Regions from separate parts of the Zea mays genome. Here regions 1 and 3 are each linked to region 2. A link is a contact called in public Hi-C data. All regions are on one chromosome and are shown on one strand. The core of a region is the stretch at or near the end of the contact, and the rest is flanking DNA. Distances in the headings are between cores, read along the strand shown.

Region 1 (2,755 bases), core at 108-2,607, 570 kb before region 2:
GGTCCAGCTCGCCGTCGCAGGCCGCGTCGACTTCCGCGACGTCCTTGTCGCCGGGGGGAAAACACATGCGGTCATGTGGCTGCACTGCAGCCTGAAATCAGACTCCGCAACTCGACGCGCGCACGGAATGTCTCCGCCGGGCGCCGGACGATACGAGCCTACTTTTATGCGGCCGAGGCCGACCCGATGACGATGAGCAAAACGAAGCGCGTTAAACCGACGGCAAAATCGCGCTTCCAGAAAGTTCGAAACCAAAGTGCGACGCGAGCTACCAAACTGGAGCCGCGACGGATCCCCACTGCGGCTCGCTCGCTCGCTGCTGGTTCAGCAAATCCATCATCGAAAGAACAGCTACGTCGAGTCTGGCCGGAGGAGGGGTGGAAGGGACAGGCCGCACGCGCTGGACTGGAACCAACCAATCAACCGAGCCGGAGCCGCTCCCCCGCGCGCATCTGGTGTGCCGTGCCCGCTGCCCGGTGCCGCACACGAGCAGAGGCCGCGCCCCCTCCGCGGTCCATGCGCGCGCACGGCACGTCTCCCTCTCCCCTCGCACGAGTCGCCGGCGCCGCCCACCAAATCCACAAATCACCGTCGAAACCCCACCGGCCACCGCCGTGCAGTGGAGCACTGAACCGAGCCCCGTGGTACTGGCGCTTTTGGTCGGGTCCCACTGTCCCAGCACGCCACGGCAGCGCCACCTCCCATCTTGAAGCCGTCACATGATTCCGGCGAGCAGTGCCCCGTGGCCGTGCTTAACACGAATCGGACGAGAACGAGACGGCGCGCGGGGACGCCGGGACCGGGAGAGGCAATCACCGCCGTCTTCCCCGTGTCCGGCTCACGACGCGCCGGTGGATTCGAGCGCACGGCCACCACCGTTGCCCAAAGGAAATGACTGAGAGAAAGGGACCCGAGAAGAACAAATTAAAAAAAAACAGAACACAACTCCATTAATCAGACTTCAGACCTTCGTCTTGCTCGGACTCGCACGCAGGCTTCAGATGCGAGGCTGCTGCATCAATGGATCTACGTACAGCTTGCAGACCTTTAATTTGTCCGTGCACGATTTTTTTTTTAAATTTTTTCTTCACACATGGAGAACACAGATCGACAGGAACACACCGAGAAATCCGAGCTCGGCTTTTTCCACCCCCCCTCTTCATCTTCAGCCAAGGAGATCGATCGAGCCCGTGGAACGATGAAAGAACAGAACACGAAACAAAGGGAGGGAAATAAAAACCGAAAATTCTATCGGAAATCGAGAAAAAAATCTATCTTCGCTTGCATCGGGCATGTAATAATCAGACTCCGCCTACCTGCCGACGCTCCTCGTGACATCACCCATCATCCCACACGGTCGACGGAAAGTGGTACGCTGCCGCTCCAAAACTTGTTCATATCCGTCTCTCTCTCCTCCAAGACCATGCCCAAATCACCACGATCCTAAGCCAGCCCAGACCGCTCTCAAAAGCCGAATTTCTCAAGCAACAGCTCGTTCCAATCGCTTCGAAACCTAAATCCACTGCTCAAATCATACACACATTGAACGACACCTCCCACCAAACACACACACACACACAAATTTCGGAAAGAGAACTGCCAGCGCAGATCGCCATCCGACCACGAGGCTACCAAAATGCAGCGCCCAGACTCGTGCCAGCCAGCCAGCCATCACTCCTGCTCCATCTCCATGGATGCACACACCACCGCGGCCGGCCACCATCAGCGACCACAGATAGAATCGAGAGGGCAACCGCACGAGCACCAGCTCTGCTCTCACGGCGGAGACGACGACGACGACTTCCATGTCACGACCCACCCCCCTATCCGATCCCAAATCGCACGAGGAAACTTCGGGAGGAAAAAAAAAACGCACCTCCCTGGCCACCCGGGCGCGTTCCCTTGTCTATCCCCCCTGTGCTTGGAAGCCCATGAGAGCACACCAAGAACAAGCACAGGAGACGAGAGAGAAAGAGAGAGAGAGAGATAGGAAAAAAAAATCCCCAAAATCCAAGGCCGATTTATCTTCGCCAACATCTGGCCAGCTCCATCCGAGGCCGTTCCCGCTGCCTCCGCGAGGTCTCGGGAGGGGAGAGGAGCTCCCCGACTGACCGAATTCGCGAGGCAGGCAGGCACGCAGGCTTAGGGTTTGCCAAGGTGCTCCGGCGCCCTGACTCGCCGGGGCGATCTAGCGGCCGGTTCCTCGGTTCCGGATGATCTTCAAGCGGAGTCAGCGGTCGGAGATCCTTGCGCCGCGGCGCTGCAATGCCGCGGACAGCGGAGGCGAGGACGAGGGGGGAGGCGGCCCCCGCCCGAGGAAGAGGCGGAGGGGCGACGAGTTCTTCCCCGTCGACCTGCTCGGCGACGTCCCAGCCTCCAGCATCCCGTACGCTGCCTTCGGGCTCCGGTGGAGCGAGGCGCCCGAGGCACCGCCAGAGGCCGCGCAACCGCCGCCCGCGGCGAGGCCGCCGGTGGTGCGCTCGTCGCGGGGCCGCACCCTGGTGCTGCCCTCTAGGTTCAATGACTCGGTACTTACCGACCCCTGGAAGAAGGAGAAGCCGGCCAGGCCGCCGCCTCCTGTCAAGACAGAGCACTTGGCGCGCAGAAACGAGCTGCTGCACAAGAAAGGTGCAAATTTTGACAGCAGCGTTGCATTGTCCGAGGTAGATGACGACGATGAGGAGGAGGCCATGGTGGAACGTTACCGAGCACGCCGCAGTTTCGGTGCCTCCAGGAAGCACTTAGCCTCTTGGAG
Region 2 (2,958 bases), core at 455-2,954:
CTGAGCTAGCTCAAGTTTAAAACATAATCTAGGCTAGCTTTATTATGTGGTGTAGATATACTTGAGTCGCGACAATATAATATTTTGCTAAAGAGTTTATGGATTTTATCGGGCCCCAACAAAACAGGTGGATCCGCGTGTGGCTCTTTTTTTAGGGACGAGACTAGAAGCAACTCTAAAAAAAATGTTCTCCAAAACGTTTTATTGGGGTTGTTGCTAAAAAATATTTCTTAAAAAAAGCTAAACCCACAGCAGACGGCTAATACATAATCCCAAATACTTTTGAAACAACTAGTATCCTGTCTTTAGTTGGCATTTCGTCGAACATGTAAACTACATGCGGTAGAAAGCTAACAGTACAAGCAATAAGAACACGTATTTATTTCTTCCTGTGCCTCGCCGGCCGGTCAGCGTGCTCATTTGTCCCCATGTGGATCGACCATGGCCAGGTCAGCGTGCTCATTTGCACGGCCAGGACCCCAGGGGTTGCAAGACGACCGCGGGGCTAGAGGAGGCAACGTCGAGGACTACTTTGCGGAGGAGCCGGCGGCGCGGCAGGCCGTGTAAAAAGCGAAGGCGAGTAGGGGCGATTGGGGAGGATCTGTGACGCTCAAATTTGCGGGAGGGCAGGAAATGGATGAGGGAAGCAAAAAAAATGGGTATAGTTGTTGCACAAACGGTCGGCCCGGTTCCGCACGGCACGGGCCGGCCCGACGGATAATCAGGCCATGCCCGATCGGCCCGCGTGTCGCAGCTACGGTCCAATCACGGCATACCGGCCTAGTAGCTATGCTGGGCCGATCCGTTAACTTGTTCATGTTGTGTTGTTAAATCAGGAAAAATAGTAAAAAAAACTATACACAAGTGAGGTTTTAAACCCACGACCTCTCTACAAGGCTGAAAACGCTACATGAAGGAGACTAACATGTAAAACTTACATCTAGTGCATTTGTTGTAAAAATAGCAATTATAAAATCTAAATATATATACTATGTTTTATAAAATAAAAAATATAATCGTGTCGGACCGGACTGGCACTGCGGGCCGATGCAATGGCGTGCCGGGCCCGGTCTGGAACTATTAAATGAGTTGTGCTTTGGGCCGGTCCGTTAAACACGACCCATTTGGCCATCTATAAATATAAATATGGGGAGAAGAGGGAATGGTTGGAGGGCTCAAAATGTGTTTTTTCCTTAAAACGTTTTTGGGTTGGTTTAGGTGATTTCTTGGAGATACCCTAAGAGCATCTACAACAACGACCTATAAAAAAACTCTATAATTTAAAAATGAGTATAATTTATATAATTTAGGGCATCAACAAAACACACCGCTCTAACAGTAAAGCCTCAAATATAGATTATATGACAGCCCACTATAGTGTATTTGAGGCACTTGAGAATGTATCTTATAGTTTTTTGATCAAATTTTATGAAATGAGGCACTGTTGTAGTTATTTTTTCAGTGTAAAACTCTATATTTTAATTTAAGACATTAGCTTGAGATATTGTTGGAGATACTCTGATGTAAAAAACTGGTCAGACAATGACCGGAAGCAATGATAAAGATCACGGAACCATGGACCGGGTTCACGAAATAATGGTATCACATACAGACAGGCAGCGGCAACCAACCCGATCACGTTGCCCCCGCGCGGCTAGACGCCTAGACTAGCCCCACGACCTCCACCTCGACCAGTCTCGATCCCGTGGACTCCCGATTGCCTCCTCAGCAACTTCCATACCCCCAGCGCGGCGGTGCCGGAGCGAGCAGAGCAGCCGGAGGGCCTGTCGGATCCGCCGCCGTCAAGATGAATGACGCCGATGTATCCAAGCAGATCCAGCAGATGGTGCGGTTCATCCGCCAGGAGGCCGACGAGAAGGCCAACGAGATCTCCGTCTCCGCCGAGGAGGTCAGTTTACCCTGCCTGCCGCTTCCTCACCCTCCTAGAAGCTTCCAGAAGCTTCTAGATGCTTGTCTCTGTACTCTCAGCTGCCCGATCTGGCTGACGCGCTCCATGATCCCGAAGCATCTGGGAGAGCCGGCTTTAGCTGCTCGATTGTTTTAACGCTTGGTGCTTCGCTTATTGTGTACGAGATCCGTAGTCCCAAGCGACAAAGGCCCCCAGTTCCGAGGCAGATCGAGGAGAGTTTGGAGTTGGGTTAGCGGCTCTAGGGCTTTGGGCTTGTTACGCTCATGGTGGGTGGTGAACATTGTAGAGAGTTCTAGATCGCGGAGGTTTTGTGCCTCCAACCCTCCACGCTTTTGAGTTGGTATTCACGCCATTCTCTACCGACTGGCATAATTCTAGGGCTCCTGTATAACTGTAGTCAGACGAGGTATGTTTTCGGAGCTCACAAATGGTTCACATGCTTCCTGAATGTTCTGGAAACAAAATTGGAGCTTAAGCTGAATTGGGAACTCCTAAGACGTGATTCTCATCCTTCATCTAGAAGCTAAATGATCTTAAGCTGAATCACTCCATTTCTCCTCTTGATTAATTCTATGTCATTCCCTTCAAAGGGAACGTCTCATGCTTGGATGCCCAATTTGTCTTCTGGCTTGGTTCTAGGAGTTATGCTTCAAAAGTTCAAATAGCTTTCTGAAAATAAGAGTGTAACCCCTGATATCAAAAGTTCAAACAACTAATCACAACTTCTGTATGTCCGGTACCTAATTACCTAAGCCATTAACCATGTATCACTTTTTAAGGTGTCTTCTATTTTCTCGTTGTAGTGTAGACATTGAAGTAACTGTACTGGAAGATGCGATCTGATCGATACCAATTTTGGTTGGTTGCTTGATGAATTGCTAGTGTGCTAGACACTGGACGACAAATTTACTTGTTGGAGGGCTTCTACAATCATGCATATTCATGTATTTTCCTTTTTGTCTTTGCTGCCAACTTATGAACACAGTGTACCAATTAAATTCAATGTATGAGATCACATGCGTGTATGA
Region 3 (3,031 bases), core at 495-2,994, 860 kb after region 2:
TCGACCTCGCTCTTGGTCATGAACGCGATCCGCGGCTGCCGCTGCCGCTTCTCGCCCTTGCCCTTGCCCTTCCCCGCCGCTGACCTGCAACAAGCAAGAGAGCCGGCGTCGGCGTCGGCGTCGATCTCATCAGCTCCTCCCGTGCGTACGTCCACCAGCTAGCCGGGTCCGCGGCAAGTGCTGCGGATTTCGTTCAGATCGACTAAGATACTATACGCGATTTGCTGGGATCCTCTTCAAACGTACGCGCGGTTGTTGGCTGGGTGCACGAATCAGCTCTAGACTAGAGTAAGCACATGGTTTCAAACAGGTTCACACCGCTGTGTGCTGCTGTTTGCACACCCCCTTTTCTGCTATGCGGCAGATTTCTACCAATATTATGCCATATGTCAGATAGATAGATTGCATTTGCATCAGAAAGGTAGCTGCGCAAATCCCTACAGAGAGGGGAGGAATATCTCTTGGTCGAGTGGAAGAAGATGCATGCTCAGCCTAGGCAGGCGTAGCTGAGCTAGCATGAAATCCATAAAGCAAAAGAGGAAGAGAAGAGGAGGACGCAACTAGCAGATTATATATATATAGTAGCTATACAATACCAATGACCGACTTTTCCCCGTGTTTGTTTTCTTGTGGCATGCGAGTGTGAAACCCTAGCCCAAGTTCACACCTTCGCCTTGCCGCGGCTGTACCTCATTAAAAAAAGAAAGAGGAGAACAAAGAGGAGAAGGAAGGAACAAGGAACAGAAGAGGAATGAATGGCTGATTGGGCCATAAGGGAAAGGGAATAGGAAGCAGAATCCAAGGCACAGAAACTGACGATCGACGCCCCCTAATCTTGAGACGTACTCTGGATCACCCAAAAACACCCGGTAGTCTCTTGGAAACTGATGGTTAGCGGAAAGATCTATCAAGAAGTTGAAGAAAAAAAAGGGGGAAGGAAATACCGCAGGATTTGGTCGCCGTAGGTAGCAGTAGACTAGTAGACAGTAATCTCAAGAAGAATTCCAGCTAGGACATGCTATACTCACCCTTTCTTGCCCGTGTCCGCGTCGTCCTCCTCCCCCTTCATCGCCTCCTTGTCCTTGCTCTCCTCCCCATCCCCGTCGTCCTCCTTCTTGCACCTCCCCAGCGACTGCGATTCCTCCTCCGCAGCGCCAAAGCTCCCACCGCCTCCTCCTCCGGCGGCGGCGCCCGCCGCCTCGCTGGACGAGGAGGACATGGACGACGTCGTGTTGGGCGTGAGCGGCGCCGCGAAGCCTCCGCCTCCCCCGCCCGTGTCCGCCACCAGCAGCAGCTCGCGCTTGACGACGCCGTCCTCGTCCCCCGGCACCGGCAGGTCCAGCGCGCGGCACAGCAGGTCGTAGTCCATGTCCATCCCCATGCCGGGGGCGCCCGCGTGCAGGTAGTCCGCGAACCACGACGCCGCCGGCGCCTGTTGCTGCAGCGCCATCGTCATCTCTCCCGCCGGCGCCGGCCGCTGCGCGAACAGCGCCGCCAGCTCGTCGTGGTAGTGGAAGTCTCCCGACGACATGGGCGCGCCGCCGCTGCTGCTGCTGCTGCGACTGTGTGGTTGCCTGCTGGTTCTTGCCGCTTGCTCACTTATCGGGGGCGAGGAAGTGAGAGATCAAGACGGCCAGGCAAGCGAGCGTCGTATACGGCTATATGGCAGTGGGGGGCGTAGCGTAGTGCTGGTAGGGAACGAAAGGGATGGGGGGTGCTATGTGTACGTGGTGTGCGCGCGCGAAATAGTCTGGATGTGTAGGAAGATGATGCACATACTACATATATACTGACGGATGGAATTTTTTTTATTTTTTTGGAGGAGGAGGAGGGGTGTTCTTTCATCTCTCTCACCAGCTGCTTTGGTGTTGGCCTTTTATTAATTGAGCTCCTGCTAAAATTTAGCCCGGGTCACATCAAGTGTTTGACTTTTAAATAGGAGTATGAAATATAGACCCAACCAACTGGACTAGATTCGTCTCGTCTTTTAATCTTCGGCTGACAAATTAGTTTTATAATCCGACTACATTTAATATCCGGAATGGAGGTTCAAACATTTGATGGGACAGGGGCTAAATTTTAGCGGGGTGTAACCAAACACCCCCTGATTGATCCAGCTTTTGTGACAGAAACTACTACTAGTACTAATTGATTAGACCCAAACGACATGTCCATTTCCGGGTCTCTATTTCACCTCCCCCCTGGAGTTATGCGCTTGTTTCCATCGCAAGATACAGCAATTATCAGTGGGTTAGACTTCACCCTCTCTTCTCTACTCTCTCTAGTAGCCTAGAGTGCTATAGACCAGACCAGTGAGCAGCAGGGCTATTAATAATAATGCAGGATTAGCAGGAGAAGCAACAGGAATGGCGCGGCGGGAGGAGGAGGAATGGTCTACGGTCACGGGGGCAGGGTGAGTCAGCGGCGCCCTACCGGTGGCAGCCACACAGCCAGTCACCCCCGGGTCAAACCGCCGCGCCGAGGTCAGACGTTTCCCACCCGACAGACACGTTGCGGTCGCCCCTATTGACCGGGCCTACCCGCCCCGCGCAATGGCCCGCTGGCAGCCGGAGGGGCCCACCTTTCCTTTCCCCTGACGCCAGCGTGACGCCGGCCCCCGTCCGATCGCGAGCCGACGGCTGCCGGTGGCGGTCGGATGTGCCGGTCGGTGCCTGGAACTGGGAGGCCCCGTGCCCGAGAAGGGCGACACGCGAGTACGCGACCGCGAGAGAGAAAAAAAACATGTGCGAGGACCGGGGCGGGCCGGCCGCGGTCGCATCGCAGTATCCGGTCAAGGCCGTCTGGCCGGCGGGGCCCGCCGCGTTTCAAATCCGGGGACGGAGACGCTGCGTCGCGCTGCACCTGCACGTCGCGGGAGCCGGGAGGGGGGGGGGGGGGCATCGGGAAAGGCCACCGTTTCTCGTTTCTGCAAGGGCTGGGGGCACTGCTACAGCAGGAGCAGCAGCAGATTTCCAATCATCGAAAAGGGGTCGCGGTGGCAGGCAGAGGCAGGGGACCTAGGGGCTGCTTG

What was found. A called contact is a pair of places that touch in the nucleus more often than the background predicts.
Region 1: a Hi-C map of endosperm shows a contact between it and region 2, with 4 times the contacts expected there. The contact joins the promoter of LOC100383419 here to the promoter of LOC100273417 in region 2. A contact is called at or near these places in 4 of 25 Hi-C or Micro-C datasets (ear, endosperm, leaf and 1 more).
Region 3: a contact with region 2 is called in a Hi-C map of endosperm, with 2.1 times the contacts expected there. The contact joins the promoter of LOC100279449 here to the promoter of LOC100273417 in region 2. A contact is called at or near these places in 2 of 25 Hi-C or Micro-C datasets (bundle sheath and endosperm).

What each region holds. Positions count from the first base shown.
Region 1 is chr8:151,548,758-151,551,512 of Zm-B73-REFERENCE-NAM-5.0, forward strand. LOC100383419 reads left to right here and starts at 1,358. Exons shown (of 23, transcript NM_001361635.1): 1 at 1,358-2,755. The coding sequence starts at 2,214.
Region 2 is chr8:152,115,808-152,118,765 of Zm-B73-REFERENCE-NAM-5.0, forward strand. It overlaps LOC100273417 (V-type proton ATPase subunit E3), which reads left to right and starts at 1,705. Exons shown (of 6, transcript NM_001147854.1): 1 at 1,705-1,909. The coding sequence starts at 1,808.
Region 3 is chr8:152,975,873-152,978,903 of Zm-B73-REFERENCE-NAM-5.0, forward strand. It overlaps LOC100279449, which reads right to left and starts at 1,745. Exons shown (of 3, transcript NM_001354403.1): 1 at 1,029-1,745; 2 at 1-84. The coding sequence starts at 1,531.